Linked DNA regions of Mus musculus: all the other regions are linked to region 1. Evidence: chromatin contacts called from public HiChIP or PLAC-seq and promoter capture Hi-C data. All regions are on one chromosome and are shown on one strand. Each heading gives the region's core, a stretch centred on a gene start, on an enhancer-like site or on the middle of the called end of the contact. The rest is flanking DNA. Distances are from core to core; before and after follow the strand shown. Region 1 holds the start of Nrd1 (nardilysin, N-arginine dibasic convertase, NRD convertase 1). Region 2 overlaps Osbpl9 (oxysterol binding protein-like 9). Region 3 holds the start of Zfyve9 (zinc finger, FYVE domain containing 9). Region 4 overlaps Osbpl9 (oxysterol binding protein-like 9).

The links. HiChIP or PLAC-seq counts read pairs in DNA pulled down with a chosen protein or histone mark. Capture Hi-C pulls out chosen DNA fragments and counts their contacts.
Region 2: an H3K4me3 HiChIP or PLAC-seq map of embryonic stem cells shows a contact between it and region 1, with 14 read pairs. The contact joins the enhancer-like site here to the promoter of Nrd1 in region 1. A contact is called at or near these places in 12 of 39 promoter capture datasets (the 3T3-L1 cell line, the C10 cell line, the HPC-7 cell line and 5 more), 2 of 15 datasets of contacts at CTCF or cohesin (the NIH/3T3 cell line and pro-B cells), 23 of 484 Hi-C or Micro-C datasets (the Ba/F3 cell line, brown adipocytes, differentiating embryonic stem cells and 5 more), 22 of 115 datasets of contacts at active chromatin or transcription factors (the 230-238 cell line, CD8 T cells, the NIH/3T3 cell line and 10 more) and 4 of 9 other capture datasets (adipose tissue, embryonic stem cells, liver and 1 more).
Region 3: a promoter capture Hi-C map of adipose tissue shows a contact between it and region 1. The contact joins the promoter of Zfyve9 here to the promoter of Nrd1 in region 1. A contact is called at or near these places in 8 of 39 promoter capture datasets (the 3T3-L1 cell line, 3T3-L1-derived adipocytes, the C10 cell line and 4 more), 6 of 484 Hi-C or Micro-C datasets (cortical neurons, embryonic stem cells, forebrain and 1 more), 4 of 115 datasets of contacts at active chromatin or transcription factors (the 230-238 cell line, astrocytes, embryonic stem cells and 1 more) and 2 of 9 other capture datasets (adipose tissue and liver).
Region 4: a contact with region 1 is called in an H3K27ac HiChIP or PLAC-seq map of the NIH/3T3 cell line, with 3 times the contacts expected there. The contact joins the enhancer-like site here to the promoter of Nrd1 in region 1. A contact is called at or near these places in 14 of 39 promoter capture datasets (the 3T3-L1 cell line, 3T3-L1-derived adipocytes, the C10 cell line and 8 more), 2 of 484 Hi-C or Micro-C datasets (embryonic stem cells and long-term hematopoietic stem cells), 13 of 115 datasets of contacts at active chromatin or transcription factors (the 230-238 cell line, the NIH/3T3 cell line, the SCID.adh cell line and 7 more) and 4 of 9 other capture datasets (adipose tissue, embryonic stem cells, liver and 1 more).

Annotation. Positions count from the first base shown.
Region 1 is chr4:108,998,849-109,001,944 of GRCm38.p6, reverse strand. It overlaps Nrd1 (nardilysin, N-arginine dibasic convertase, NRD convertase 1), which reads right to left and starts at 1,290. Exons shown (of 31, transcript NM_146150.3): 1 at 781-1,290. The coding sequence starts at 1,112.
Region 2 is chr4:109,172,510-109,175,714 of GRCm38.p6, reverse strand. The region is part of intron 1 of Osbpl9 (oxysterol binding protein-like 9); the gene reads left to right. Among named protein-coding and RNA genes, the nearest start is that of Gm46867, 28 kb to the left of the region's middle. Within about 2 kb of position 1,839, at least 60 of the 459 cell types and tissues checked have an H3K27ac peak or open chromatin away from gene starts, as enhancers often do. A contact at or near this core is called in adipose tissue, embryonic stem cells, extraembryonic endoderm stem cells and 1 more, where this site is marked.
Region 3 is chr4:108,779,309-108,782,552 of GRCm38.p6, reverse strand. It overlaps Zfyve9 (zinc finger, FYVE domain containing 9), which reads left to right and starts at 1,714. Exons shown (of 19, transcript NM_001384118.1): 1 at 1,714-2,100.
Region 4 is chr4:109,146,107-109,149,681 of GRCm38.p6, reverse strand. The region is part of intron 3 of Osbpl9 (oxysterol binding protein-like 9); the gene reads left to right. All of the region lies in intron 1 of Gm52703 (a long non-coding RNA gene), which reads right to left. Among named protein-coding and RNA genes, the nearest start is that of Gm52703, 15 kb to the right of the region's middle. Within about 2 kb of position 1,836, at least 85 of the 459 cell types and tissues checked have an H3K27ac peak or open chromatin away from gene starts, as enhancers often do. A contact at or near this core is called in the NIH/3T3 cell line, adipose tissue, epiblast stem cells and 3 more, where this site is marked.

The DNA of each region.
Region 1 (3,096 bases), core at 41-2,540:
CAAAGTAACTCTTAAGTTTATTCAGGTGGGGGATTGAGTCACCATTCATTCATTCATTACACATGATTGAAACATTGTATAAAATGGGATCTTACACGCCTACCATTCATACAACTGAGGCCCAAGATATCTCTAATACGTTTTGGAAGAAGTCATCTAGCTAAGCCATTCTAGTTGTGGCTAGCTACCCATGGTTACAAGCCACTCCATCTCAGGCTAGCTAAGAGAGGTAAACAGGAGTGATAATTACGAAAAGGGTGATGTAAAGTTCTTTTATTAAAACCACAGCATCCTTTTCGTAATTTTCACTCTGTTTTACCTCTCTTTACTCATACACCTTTGGATTGAGACTGAACAAAAATAACACACACACACACACACACACACACACACACACACACACATCTCAAATATCCTCTCCGCCAAAATTCAGAATCACTAACTGTCAAGCTTTCCTTACCAACCCTCCTCCCCTTTACCATCCATCCTGTCTTCCTCATGGAAACCTTAATTCTTGCTTTAATATAAGTCAAAAATAGCCGGGCAGTGGCGGCGGATACCTTTAATCCCAGCATTTGAGAGGCAGAGGCAAGCAGATCTCTGAGTTAAAGGCCAGCCTCGTCTACTCCAAATTGCCCTGGCCGCCTCACCCAAACACACATTTGGGATGGGAAGTAGTAACACCCTGTTGCTTCTCCGGGAGACATGGAGACCAGAAGTCACTACAGCACCAACCGAAGCCCGCACCCTGTTCTCCCCAGTCCGAGCCTCCTCCCTCACCGGTACTGCTTGGGATCGCTGGGAGACTTGATGATCTCAGGGTCCCCGACATTACTGAAAGACCGTCCCTCCTCCTCAGATTCATCCGCTCCTAGACGAGCAAGCCGGCCGCTCTCGCCCAAGTCCTGTCCATTGGGCTGCAGGTCCGGGCAACTGCAGGTGGACTTCGCCTTGTTTCTTCCAGGCATGGTCAGCGTAGGAAAGGGTTTCGATGATTCTTCGCACAGACCCCGTGCTTCGATTCGCCCCAGAGCCGTGAGCTCCCGCCCGGCCTCACACCGCAACTTCCTCCCGGTGACACAGACTGCAGCAACCGCGACTCTCCTCAGCATTCACCAGCAAGTCGTAGCGCTGGACATCCCGCTCCCCAGGCCCACCTCCTCCTCCTACACCTCCAGCCACTCCTCCTCCTCCGCGTCCCAGGGGCGACGGCGGCGGCCGGCGTTGTTGCTGCCCCAGCCGCTGGGGAGGACAGGCCTGAACCCCTCCTCCAACCCGGCCTCGCTCACACCGACTTTCTTCATCCCACCCTCCTGACAGCCGATGACGCTATGGACTCTAGCCAATCACAACGCACAACGGCCGTCACGTTTGCAGAAACAGCCAATGGGAGTAGGGGAAGCGAGAGACCAATAGAAATAGGCCGGGTTCCTGGCGCACCCAGAGAGCATTTCGAAACCTGACGTGGGCGGGGCGAAGGAAAAGAGGCGGAGGATGATGGGAGAAGTCTTGCTGCGATTGTGACGTGCGTCCGTAGCTGTTTTTAGGAAAACCGCGTAGCGCTCCGTGTCTGAGAAAATATTCCCCAGCGAGAAAACACAGAAGTGAGTCGCGATAGTGGATGCTGATCTTCTTCACCCACTTGCGGTGTATTTTTTGCACTCTATTCTTAGAGTGACTCAGCGGGTCTCTTTTTTAAAAGAGCAGAGCACCGGAAGTCTTTTCCCACCCTATCCCGAGATGGATGCAGTGCTTGTGGGTCACTAAGCACCGGAAATAACAATTGCATCTTTCCATCCTGTAGGCTGCCAAACCATTGGTGCTTTTCACGCTCCAGATCTGTTTCAATATGCTCACTCTTGTATGCGAATTGTTTATTTTTTTAAGCTTCCACACCCTGGAGTAGTCCTCAGCCTACCTTTAAGTTTGGCCAACTTTTACTGAAAAGCAAGAACATGTTAGGCTACTAACCTCAAGTAACTTTCCCAAGCTTTTTGTTTTTGTTTTTGCCAATGCTTTTGCAGCGACTGGAACAGACACAATATAAAATAAAAAGCAGTTGACCAGATAACAATAAAAAGCTGATAGACACCATTGAATGAGATCATACCACATGGAAGAGATAAACGAAATGAATATGAGTAAACAACAACAACAACAAAAAGACTTTAAGCCGATAGATACATTAGTGGTTGTCTTTCCTGCCTCTGAACCTTTGTGTGGCTGAAGATAAAGCCATACACAAAACAAATCGTTGCCGGTGTGGTAGTCCACACCTTGAATCTCAAGCACTCAGGGAGACAGAGGCAGGTGAATCTCTTTAAGTTCAGGGCCAGCCTGGTTTACAAAGCAGTTCCAAGCCAGCCATGTCTACCTACTAAGACCGTCTCAAAAACAACAAAAAATCCTTGGCTTGAAGTTTAGTTTCTTATGGGAAGAAACTGACCATAAATAATACATTAAAAAAAAAAAACAATAAATGCTAAGACTACAAAACAGGGTAGGAAGACAAAGTATTGAAGAGGATACATGAACTGGGGCAGAAGTATTTGAAAGCATTAAGATTCCGGGCAGTGGTAACGCATGCCTTTAATCCCAGCACTTGGGAGGCAGAAGCAGGTCGATTTCTGAGTTTGAGGCCAGCCTGGTCTACAGAGTGAGTTACAGGACAGCCAAGACTACACACAGAAACCCTGTCTCAAAAAATAAAAAATAAAAGCATTAAGATATCCTGGTTTCAGTACACTTTTAAAGGTTTATCAGTCTTCACGCAACTCCACTAGAGTCCTCATTCAAAGTAGCTTCATTTGCGTCTCTCCAGTACAAGAATGGCTGCCCAGAACATAAAAACACCAATAGTAAGTGACACTGAAGTGTCAGTCTATGCTTTGTACAAGATTAGGGTGTGTGTGTGTGTGTGTGTGTGTGTGTGTGTGTGCTTGCTTTGTACAGGATTAGTCTAGGTGTGATTTTTGACTCTCCAAAACAATAATACCAGAAATAAGAAACGTTCAGCTTCAACTATCAATTTTGTTTTCCTAAGGAGAAAAATAATTTATGCCCTTAATTGCAATTTGCTGGGTTTTCCATAGAGTG
Region 2 (3,205 bases), core at 590-3,089, 170 kb before region 1:
AAATTCCAATTCCTTGGAGTCTATTGTTTCAAAAGTCTGATAGCAGGGAAGAGGCACATGTGCCTTTCTGTAGAGTATCTTTGCTCCTGTCTGGATGATTACACTTTGACCTCTGATAAAATTTGTTGCTCACGAGAATTGTACCTGTCTAGTTTTAAAGAACATCACTACAGTCTGTGTTTGTTTATTTAAGGTAGGAGCAAAAAGGGGGCATAAACAGGGGTACTGCATGATTTCTGTAGTAAGTACTTGGGACTACCTCTTGAGGGTGAGTCATGTCTCCATTTTACCAACAGGGAAACTAAAGTCTGAGAACAGAAGGGATCTGGCAAAGCTGAATTTCAGCATTTTCCCACAGCCACCTCATTTTATTAAACTGTGCGGTCTATAGTACCTTCTTTATCTGTGGATATGTGTGTGTGTGTGTGTGTGTGTGTGTGTGTGTGTATTATATATATTCTTATAACTAACTCTAGAAATTATAGGGAATTGAAATTATTTTGTACATTTAAAGAATAACTTTCATATAAATGGTATCTGCAGCTTTGGAGCCTAAATGGAGAATATTTTGAATGTTTCTTGATTTAAAAAATTTTATTTACTATAAATGGTGTGTATGTGTGTGTTGTATAGCAGATGTGTCCAAGGCATAGGCTTGAAGACTACTTTTGGGAATCAGTTCTCTTCTCCCACCAAGGGATCTAGGTCAAGTTGTAGGGCTTTTGTAGCAAGCAGTTTTACCCACTGAACCATCTTGCTGGCCCTTGAAGATTTAAAAAAAAAAAACTTTAAAAATTTTATTTTATGTATATGCTTGCATGCACTTAAGTACCTGATGTGTACAGTGCCCATAGAGGCCAGAAGAGGGTGTTCAGTCCCTGGAAGTGGAGTTACAGTGATTGTGAGACACCATGTGGTGCTGGGGACTGAACCCAGGCTCTCTGCAAGAGCCACCCGTGCGCTTAGGCTCCAAATCATCTCTCCAGCCCCTATGGATGGCTTCTTAAGTGGAATCCTGAAGTTCATCTAAAGTAAGAAAACATAGCCTCAGACTAAAGCGATTCAGAACCCCTGTTGGGCAACAGATTTAATACATTGAGCTGAGTGGTTCTTACATGCTCTTAAAATGACTTTCCTATTCCAGGATATAATTTTCACACTCCACTGGGAAAGAAAATATTTGTTATTCTTTGAGATCAGAGAAAAATGAAAAAATTAATTATTATGACATGCTCTACAGCTTTTGATTAGAACGCAGAGAAATCCAGGGAAGTTTTATTTCCCCACAATATTATGAAGGGAAAGATTGTCTTTTAAAAATGGCTTTTTGGCAGGAATGGTTATAATGTAGTCCAGGGCCTCAGCTAGAATTTCCTGAGGGTAAGCAGGATTAGCTTGTTAAGGAACCTGGAACATGGGCAGGCACTGCAGGCAAGAGAACAGTCTGTCAAAGCCCTTAGGCATGAAGGACTGGCTGGTTCAGGGAGCTGGAAAGTCAGGCTGGGCCACAGGAATGGTGGGAGCTTTTGGACTGCAAGATTATTTTGTTCTGGTTTGCTTGACATATTTATCTTTATTTTGAAACAGTCTCCGTATGTAGCCCAAGCTGGCCTGGAGCTCGTGAGGATCATCCAGACCTAGACTTGAGAGCAGTTGGGCTGGTCTCGATAACAGAGTTCAGGGGGCACCACCTGGAGTGTTCCAGATTATTGTGTTCCTGAAGAAAGAATCCAACAGGCTCGGGGAGATATTAACAGGCAAAGGAGACAGCTTACTGAAGAAGGAGCCGCAGAGGGGTGGTGCCGGATGGAGCTCAGGTCCCTAGTGTGCTGCCAGTGCCTTACCCAGGAGCCAGCAAGCTTCACTGCTGCAGCCCGGGCCCCCACTCTGGATCTCTGGATTCAGAGTTGCTCTCTGTCCTTGCTCCTTTGTGCTTTCTGTGCTCTTGTGTTTGGATTGTTTGTGTGAGACTATTTTTTTATCGTCGGTTATTTTGTAGAATGCTCCATATTCTGATTCGCCTGAGCAGTTCCTCAGCTATTTGTGTAATTGCTTCCAGTTGTTTTAGTGTTTTGTAATTCATAATCCAAATGGAAGCAACATCATTGGCCTGTCTGGCCTTGTGTCTTGTGATTTTAAAAACTGCTTTACAATGCAGGCGGCTCAAGGATGAAGGAGATGGGGGAGGAGGGGAAGGGAGGGCAGGGAAGGGAAGAGGAGAGGAGAGGAGAGGAGAGTGTGTATGTGAATAGCTTTGCATTCTAATCTCATTGGTTGTATTCTAACCTAATGAATGTTTTTGTATCATGTCTTTATTGTTTTGGAGAGAAGATAAATATAGTTCCATAAAAGGGCTATTAAGTGCTTAAGAATGCCTCTCTTAGCAATGCTTTTATTAGTTGCCCTATTAGTAAGGAACTCTTTGATCATGCCCGGTATTTTCCCCCTAAATTATCTATCTGTGTTTGCAAAAATAAAAGCAGACTGTCTTCAGAATATCAGCAATCACTTCTGAACATGAATTCCCATCGCTTAGAAATTTGGAGGTTATAGGTGTCTGGGGCTTCAAGCAGGACAATTGTACAGTCACATGGAGTCTGCTTGTTTTGATTTTTTTTTTTCATACAGGTGGGAAGTGGAAAATATCAATTATTCTACAAGTATTACATATGTATTACAATCCCTCTCCTAGATTTTACTTAGGGTGGCCAATTAATTTCCAGGAGCATTTATTTCCTGGATGTCAGCTCTATGCTTCCTGTAACAGCCTGAGTTCCACCCAGGCTAGTGAGGGGACAGAAGGGACAACAGTGTCTCACCAGGATATGCTTTTTGAGCACCTAATGTATACCAGACACTGCACTAGAGCATACAATAAGCCAAGATAGACTTCTCACCCTCCTAGGAATGCCCCAAAGGCTGTACATGCCCCAATCAAGGAACACACAGGAGGCTGGGCACTCAAGGGTGAGAATCCAGACCAGATGGCTAAGGCACTTTGATGAGTGGCTGCAAAACAGAAAAGGAGACATGACATCTGGGGATTGCACGGAAAGTGTGGTCCCTCCCTCTTGTCCTCATCATGGGGAGAGATTCTTACACTCAATGCTGGTCTGTAGTGAAGGGACATGGAGAGGGATAGACATTGCAGTGGCTGTGTGCACTGAGGATGTGTGTAAAGTTCTGTGTTCAGGTTGGTTTGAAT
Region 3 (3,244 bases), core at 465-2,964, 220 kb after region 1:
CTCCGAGCTGGTTTCTGTCGTTACAAAAAGGGGATAGTGATTGTGTGTGTGTGTGTGTGTGTGTGTGTGTGTGTGTGTGTGTGTAATGTGACTCAGAGATAAGTGGCAAAGGCAGACTTGGGACTGTACAGGAACAGCTTTCATTGATGAGAAAAGAACTGCTAGGTTATATTTTTCTCTGGGTGGCTGCTCAATTATTACTTGAACAGCTCCTGGACTCCTTATGTAATTTCCCCATGTCTTGTTACTATTATCCCATAATCTAAGGTAAGGCAAGATTGCTTATAATATTTTATAATATTTTCATGCAGGAAAAATGTGCTGGTTCTATTTTGATATCTGCTGTGCTGTAGAATGTCAAAGGATCCAGTGTACTAGGTTCTCCTCTTCAGAGGAGGATGTTACATAAATGCACGAGTGAAATTCAGGGAAATTTCACTTAGACCAGGATGATGAGAATGACCTTTTGATAGGAACACACACACACACACACACACACACACACACACACACACGCGCACACGCACACACACACACACACACACACACACAGACACACACGAGCGGGGTTGGGGAGTGTGGTGGGATAAACACACACAGATGGGCACAATCTCCAGATTAAGAATGACTAAGTAAGTGTTAGGGTGTTCTGGAATTAACAAAAATTGGAACTATAGGCCCGTCCTTCCATCCCCAACCTTCACAACCAGCTAGGCAGGCAGGAGAAAACAGAGGTTCAAAAATATTACATAACTTGCCAGGGTCATAAAACTCTACATGATGTAACTGGAACCAGTGGCATCAGGATCTGCCTGACACCAAAGTCCTTGCTTGTTCCAGTATAGCTCCCAGAAACAAAACCAACCAACCAACCAACCAAACAAACACAGTATTTGGGAATTTGAGGGACCAGGGGATTTAAAATTTTTTTTTTCTTTTTCCTATTTCCCTTCTGACAGTCTTTAGTTGTGACGTTATGTTAGCATCCTAGAGGCTGGGCAAGATCAAACAGGAGGCATTTGTAAACAAAATGACTGCATAGCCTTTAATATAACCACAACAATTTCCTTCTTTCAGAGTTTTTATCTAGGATTTGATAAGGGGTGGGTGACCCAGAAGTGGTAGAGGTGGTGGCCAGGGTTAAGTTAGTAAAAGGATGAGTCTTTTCTTACCTTTAAGTTGTTTATCGGTTTCAGGACAACCCGTTGGTTATTCTCTTCTCTTTGTCAGCGTTTTTTAAATTTTGTTTTGTTTTGTTTGTTTGTTTTTTGTTTTCTCCCCCCTACTTTGTAGGTAAGGATAGGGTTTAAGGAATTCTATAGCACATTTCTGTAGTGAATCTGCACAGTAGCTCCAAAAAAGTTGAGGTCAAAGATGATTCCTTTATCTGCTTTGGGAAGGGATTGTGCATGTGCTTAGGAAAAGAAAAAAGGGATTTGTTCTGGGTCACGCTCCTTTCATACTGACGCACTGAGGGAATTAAAAGGGACCCCCTGTCTCCACGAGAAATGAACCGAGATTCCCTCACATTCCCGCTCTCGGAGACGAGTGACGAAAGCATTCACATACCTTCTTGGAGGGAAGAAAAAGGTGCTGGGGTCTGACGGGGGTGGGGTGTGGGGGGAGCCGACAGCTTCCGGCTCCCGGGAAGCCGCGTCAGGGGCGGGCCACGGGCCGCGGGCGGCGCAGGGCGCACGGGGCCCCGCCACCCCCAGGCCGCGCTGCCTCGCGTTCCCTGCCGCTCGTGCCCGGTGCGGCCGCCGCAGTCCCGGCGCCGTAGCGGGACGTGGGGTCCAGGGGGCGCTGTGGCCCAGCGGCGCGGGCGGCTGAAGCGGCCACCGCGGCGGCGCCCGAGGCTTCGCCGAGCCCGTCTGCCTGCATCGCCTCGGTTGTCCCGCCGTAAGCTGCGCCCCCGGCCGCGCTCGGCCGCGCTCGGCCGCGCTTTCCCGGACCCGCGTGGCTGAGGCGGCTGGAGGGGCGCTGGGCCTCAGTCCCGGCCGCTGAGACCGCAGCCCCCTCAGGAGTGCGAGGCTTCGCGGCGGAGCCCCGCTGAGGACGAGGCTCTCGGCTGAGTGACGACCCCCGGGCCATGGAGAGGCGGTGAGTGTGGCGCGCTGCGGTTCGGGGCTCGTCTGCTTGCGCCGCCCAGGGGTCCTGGCGCCAGCTATTGGGCCGGGCGGACGGAGCGTCCTGCCAGTGCGGCCGCCGCGGGCACCCCGGAGCTCTGGGGCCTCGGCCCTTTCTCCGTGGGTCCCCGGGAGATTGAAGGCGTGCGGGGGGCGACTAGGCCCCGAGTCGCCGGGAAGCCCTTAGCCGGGCCTGGGTTCCGGCGCGGCCGGGTACGTGAAGATCGGGCTGGCGGCCGCACCGGTGCCCTTCGCGTTTGTCCCGGGCGGGGCCGAGCGTGCCTTCCTTCCCAGGGCCCTTCGAGCACATCCCGGAGGGAGGCAGAGGACGCTTGTTTGCAAACAGCTTTGGCTTGCCTGCTCCGCGTACTGAGTCCTGCGGAGCCACCCCCTGGGTGGGGAGTGGTGAGTATTGAGGTGCAGAGAGTGCGGGGCACTCGGAGCCCCTGGTACTCCAGGAGTAGCATTCACGCCTCCCTTGCTGGAGACACAGCCTTTTGCGTCCTTTTTTGAGGTGAAATTTCATCACCTGCCGCTAGCTCATCCTTTCCTCCTTATGTTACATCTTGTCTCTGAGCGAGGTCTGCTTTGGAGAAAGCCCCATCCCATCTTTGCTATGCTAAGTTTCCTAGCTACTCACAGTTAAAAAAAGAAAAAAAAAATCTTTTAGGAAGATGTCTTTTCCACCTTTAGAGAGACAGGAAATGTTTTAATGCCCCAGTCCTTGGTACAAAAATGTTTTACTCAAATAGAGAACGGATGGCAAGAAGATTTTAAATCATACTAATTACCCTAATTGCAAGGACATGCCGAAAATGGGATATAAACTCAGTTGTACAAGAAAAATGATTTGTTTTGTTCTGGTAAGGATGTAAAAAAAAGTTAGTGATTGTAGTTTGACATTACACGTCAGATATTGGGTGCTTCTTGTTTATGATAAATGTGATTACAGGTTATTCTCATTTTTCTACTATATAGGACTTATATGTACATCTAGAACGTCAATGCATGAAAATATGTATATATAGTAGAAAATTTGGATACGCAGAGAGGTACTATATTGGCTTTCAATATGTACTTAATAACTGGAGAGAGATTACTAGTAATGTCATATGTTT
Region 4 (3,575 bases), core at 587-3,086, 150 kb before region 1:
CCAAGATGCTTAGAATAGACGGTAAGTCATTAGGCTAAAGCATGGTTATAGGTTTGACTGTCTTCTACTTTGAGAGCAATGTTAGCTCAGCATTATCACCAGCGAACAGATGTCACTGTCTTGGGTTGACTTAAGATGTTTCCTCTGTTATGTTATGTTTCTGATTTTTATGTGGTAATGTTTCCAGTACAAAAAGTCACACATTTCATGTAAAGGAAGTGAATCAGCTCTAATTAATTCTGTAATTAGCTGGTTTAATTTCAGTGGTACTCGGGATATTTGTGTGGGTTGATAGAGCTGGACTCGTGTGTTGGGAGTTGGTTATATTGCTGTGGGAGGATTAGATCTCGCTAGTGTACCTATGTTCTTCTTAATTTGTTTTCTACTTTCAATCCTCCCTAGATATTTGAAATTATAATCTTCCCAAGTTTAATTATGAACTCCAGTATAGTGAGTAGCCAGTTAGACCTACCTCTCTAATCCATTTTTATTTTTGTTAGTAATTTACATTTTATTCCACAATTCATTTTTCTTACTCACTAAAATAAATTTTCAATGTAACAATCTAAGGAGAGTATTGAAAAGATGACGCTAATTATCACTCCAGTCCTTCTTCCTGAAGGGAAGAACAATGCCATTTCCTTGACCCTTCAGTCCTGTGTATGTTTAAGAACAACTTTTCCTGTGGCTACTAGGTAACTTTTATGTAGCCATGACAAGATACCTGATGGAAACAACTTAAAGGTGAGAAATCCCATTCAGCTCATGGTTTCCAAGGCATAATTAGTGTACCATGCGGTAGAGGGCATAGCAGAGCGGTAAGTGGGAATGGGGGTTTATTTGGGTTACTTCGGGAACACAGACAACTGAAGGGAAATGTGTCATGGAAAGCCACATCTCAGCATGGGCGGTGACTCTTGGAAGCTTCAGTTGCTAGAGCTCCCTGCAGGCAGTCATCAGTCTTCTGTCTCAAGCAAGTGCTGCTTATATATTATATAACCTTGGGAGGAGACCTGTGGATCTTACTTAGTAGGCAATCTTTTCAGTTTGGGGCACATTGCTTGGTGTGTGCTGGTGGAGAGAGAGAGTAAAGATTCATAATGAAAGGAACGTTTCTACAAGCCGTTAGACATATGTAGAAAACTCTAGGGTTCAATTTACTTCATCCAGTTTTGTTTTATTCTGGTTTGGTTTTTGATTTCTGGAGACTGGGTTTATCTGTGTAGCCTTGGTTGTCCTGGAACTCACTCTGACTGGATTTGAACTCAGAGATCCACCTACCTCTGCCTCCAGAGTGCTGGGATCAAAGGTGTGGCCCACCACTGCCTGGCCGCTAAGGGCCAGTTTAATGTTATGCTGGTCCTTCACAGGGATCGAACCCACCCTAGTGAGGTAGATATTTTTATCCTCACCATCCAGGGGTGGGCTTGAGGCTTGTATTAATTTGTATTTTTGGTCACACATGCAGGAAGTAACAGGGCCAAGATTTATATTGACAATTCTCATTATACAGTACTGTTTGTTTCCACCTTACTTTCTTGTGATTCTGGGTCAGTCACTCTGACTTATATTTTATCATACCGGAGCCCCTTTGTATCCACGTCACTTTCTCCCATTGCAGTATTAGTGTTTCATGGGAGTAGGTGTCGCAGGGTTCTTCTGTGCTCAGTGTATATCCAAGCAGAGGTCGACACTGCCTGGGCCCACTGAGGCAAGGTTAACTGGGACATTGGTCACATGGTAGTGAGTCACATCACAAGGCATGCTCAGTTCTGTCACCAACTATTAGGGAGGCTTGGAAGCCTAGCCACAGGACGCATGGGGATGTTCCCTGAATGGAGTTAATGACCAGGGAGTCAGACATTGACCTGTGCTCCATCTTCTTTCAGTTCTGGTCATGCTGCACAGTTCTCTTCTTACGCCAGCAGAGGGAGCAGTTCAAAGTGTTCGAGGGGAAAAAGCCCAACACATCTTCCTAGTTATTTGTTCTGTTCAGAAACTTGGTTTTCCTAGGAAAACTGAAGTGGTGCCTGAAATGGTGATGGTGCACAGTGATCTGCATAAACATAAATTGTGTTTGTCGTGAGTGCTGAATCGATGACATTCGATAGCTGTGTCTAGATTGTCTTCTAGAGGATGGGGCTGAAGCTTGTGGGACGTGCAGGGTTGTAACTACAGTCTTGATCTAGAAGTGTATCCTTTCTGAAGGAAAGGCAAAGATATTGTATTAGCAGCTTAGAGCTAAATATAGAAGAGAGAGGAAGTGGCTTGCTGCTGTTTGCCCTGAGCAGAATTCCTTGGAGAAACTGGAGCCAGAATGAAACCTTCAGATGGAATGTTGTTCTTGATAATTCAGAAATGCCTTCCCGCTTCTCCACTCCACAGGAACATGCGCACACTTCTCTTTAAGTACAAAAGCTCCCCCCCCCAGGAGCTAAAGAATGTCGTTTTTTCTAAGCATTTTATTAAAGTATAAGCATTTTATAAAGTAGCATACATTCATTATTATAATTTCTTGTAGGCTTCTGTTACTTTGTTAGGTCTTATCTAATTGATCTTGTTTATTTCAAAAGCAAACAAAAGAATTAGTAGCTGATTCATTTTTCACGTGTCACTTGCTTTGTTTTAGTCTTTTTCATAAATTTTACTTATTATTTCATTTTTATTGGCTTGTCTCACCCTGCAGTCTGGACCTGGAACTCTATCTAGACCAAACTGGCTTTGAACTGAGGGGTGATCCCCCTGACTCAGCTCTCCAAGTGCTGGTCATTCAGGCATGAGCTGCCACACCTAGCTCCTTCCTGAATTTTTTTTTTTTTTTTTTTTTTGAGAGACAGGGTTTTTCTGTGTAACCCTGGCTGTCCTGGAACTCACTCTGTAGACCAGGCTGGCCTCGAACTCAGAAATCCACCTGCCTCTGCCTTCTGAGTGCTGGGATTAAAGGTGTGCGCCATCACGCCCAGCTTTTTTTGTTTTTAAATAGGCATTGATTTCTCCTCCCCTTTTTTTCTTTATTAATCCAAGTAAAGTGATTATATCTTCCTTTCCTTTTGACCTTCTGTATGTCTCCTTGTGAGCTGAGACTTGGTTTGGCCCCTTAAAATCACCTTCTTTTGCCCCACTCTTCCCTCTCATCCCAAAATGCATTAAAGAGAAATTCTCATTTTTTCCCATAATAACATGTATTTGAATACTTCTTACTCATAAATTCAGTAAAACTTTTATTATTTTCTTAAAGACAAGTCCTGAAATATGGCTTTGGCTTACTTGATATTTGTTATGTATCCCAAGCTGGTTTTGAATTCAAATCCTCCCACCTAAGCTTCCAGAGTGCTGGGATTGCACGCAGGTATTGTACCATTAGCTTCTAGGGCTAGAGAGATGGCTCAGTGGATAAAGCACTGCCACCCAAGCTCGAGGACCTGAGTTTGGATTCCTAGAACCCATGGGAAAAGCTGGTGACAAGCTTAGCGTCAGTGAGAGACCTTGACTAACATAAGGTAGAGAGTGATTGAGGAAAATGCCTGACTTCACACATACACATATATGCATACATGTTCATGCACATATACAAA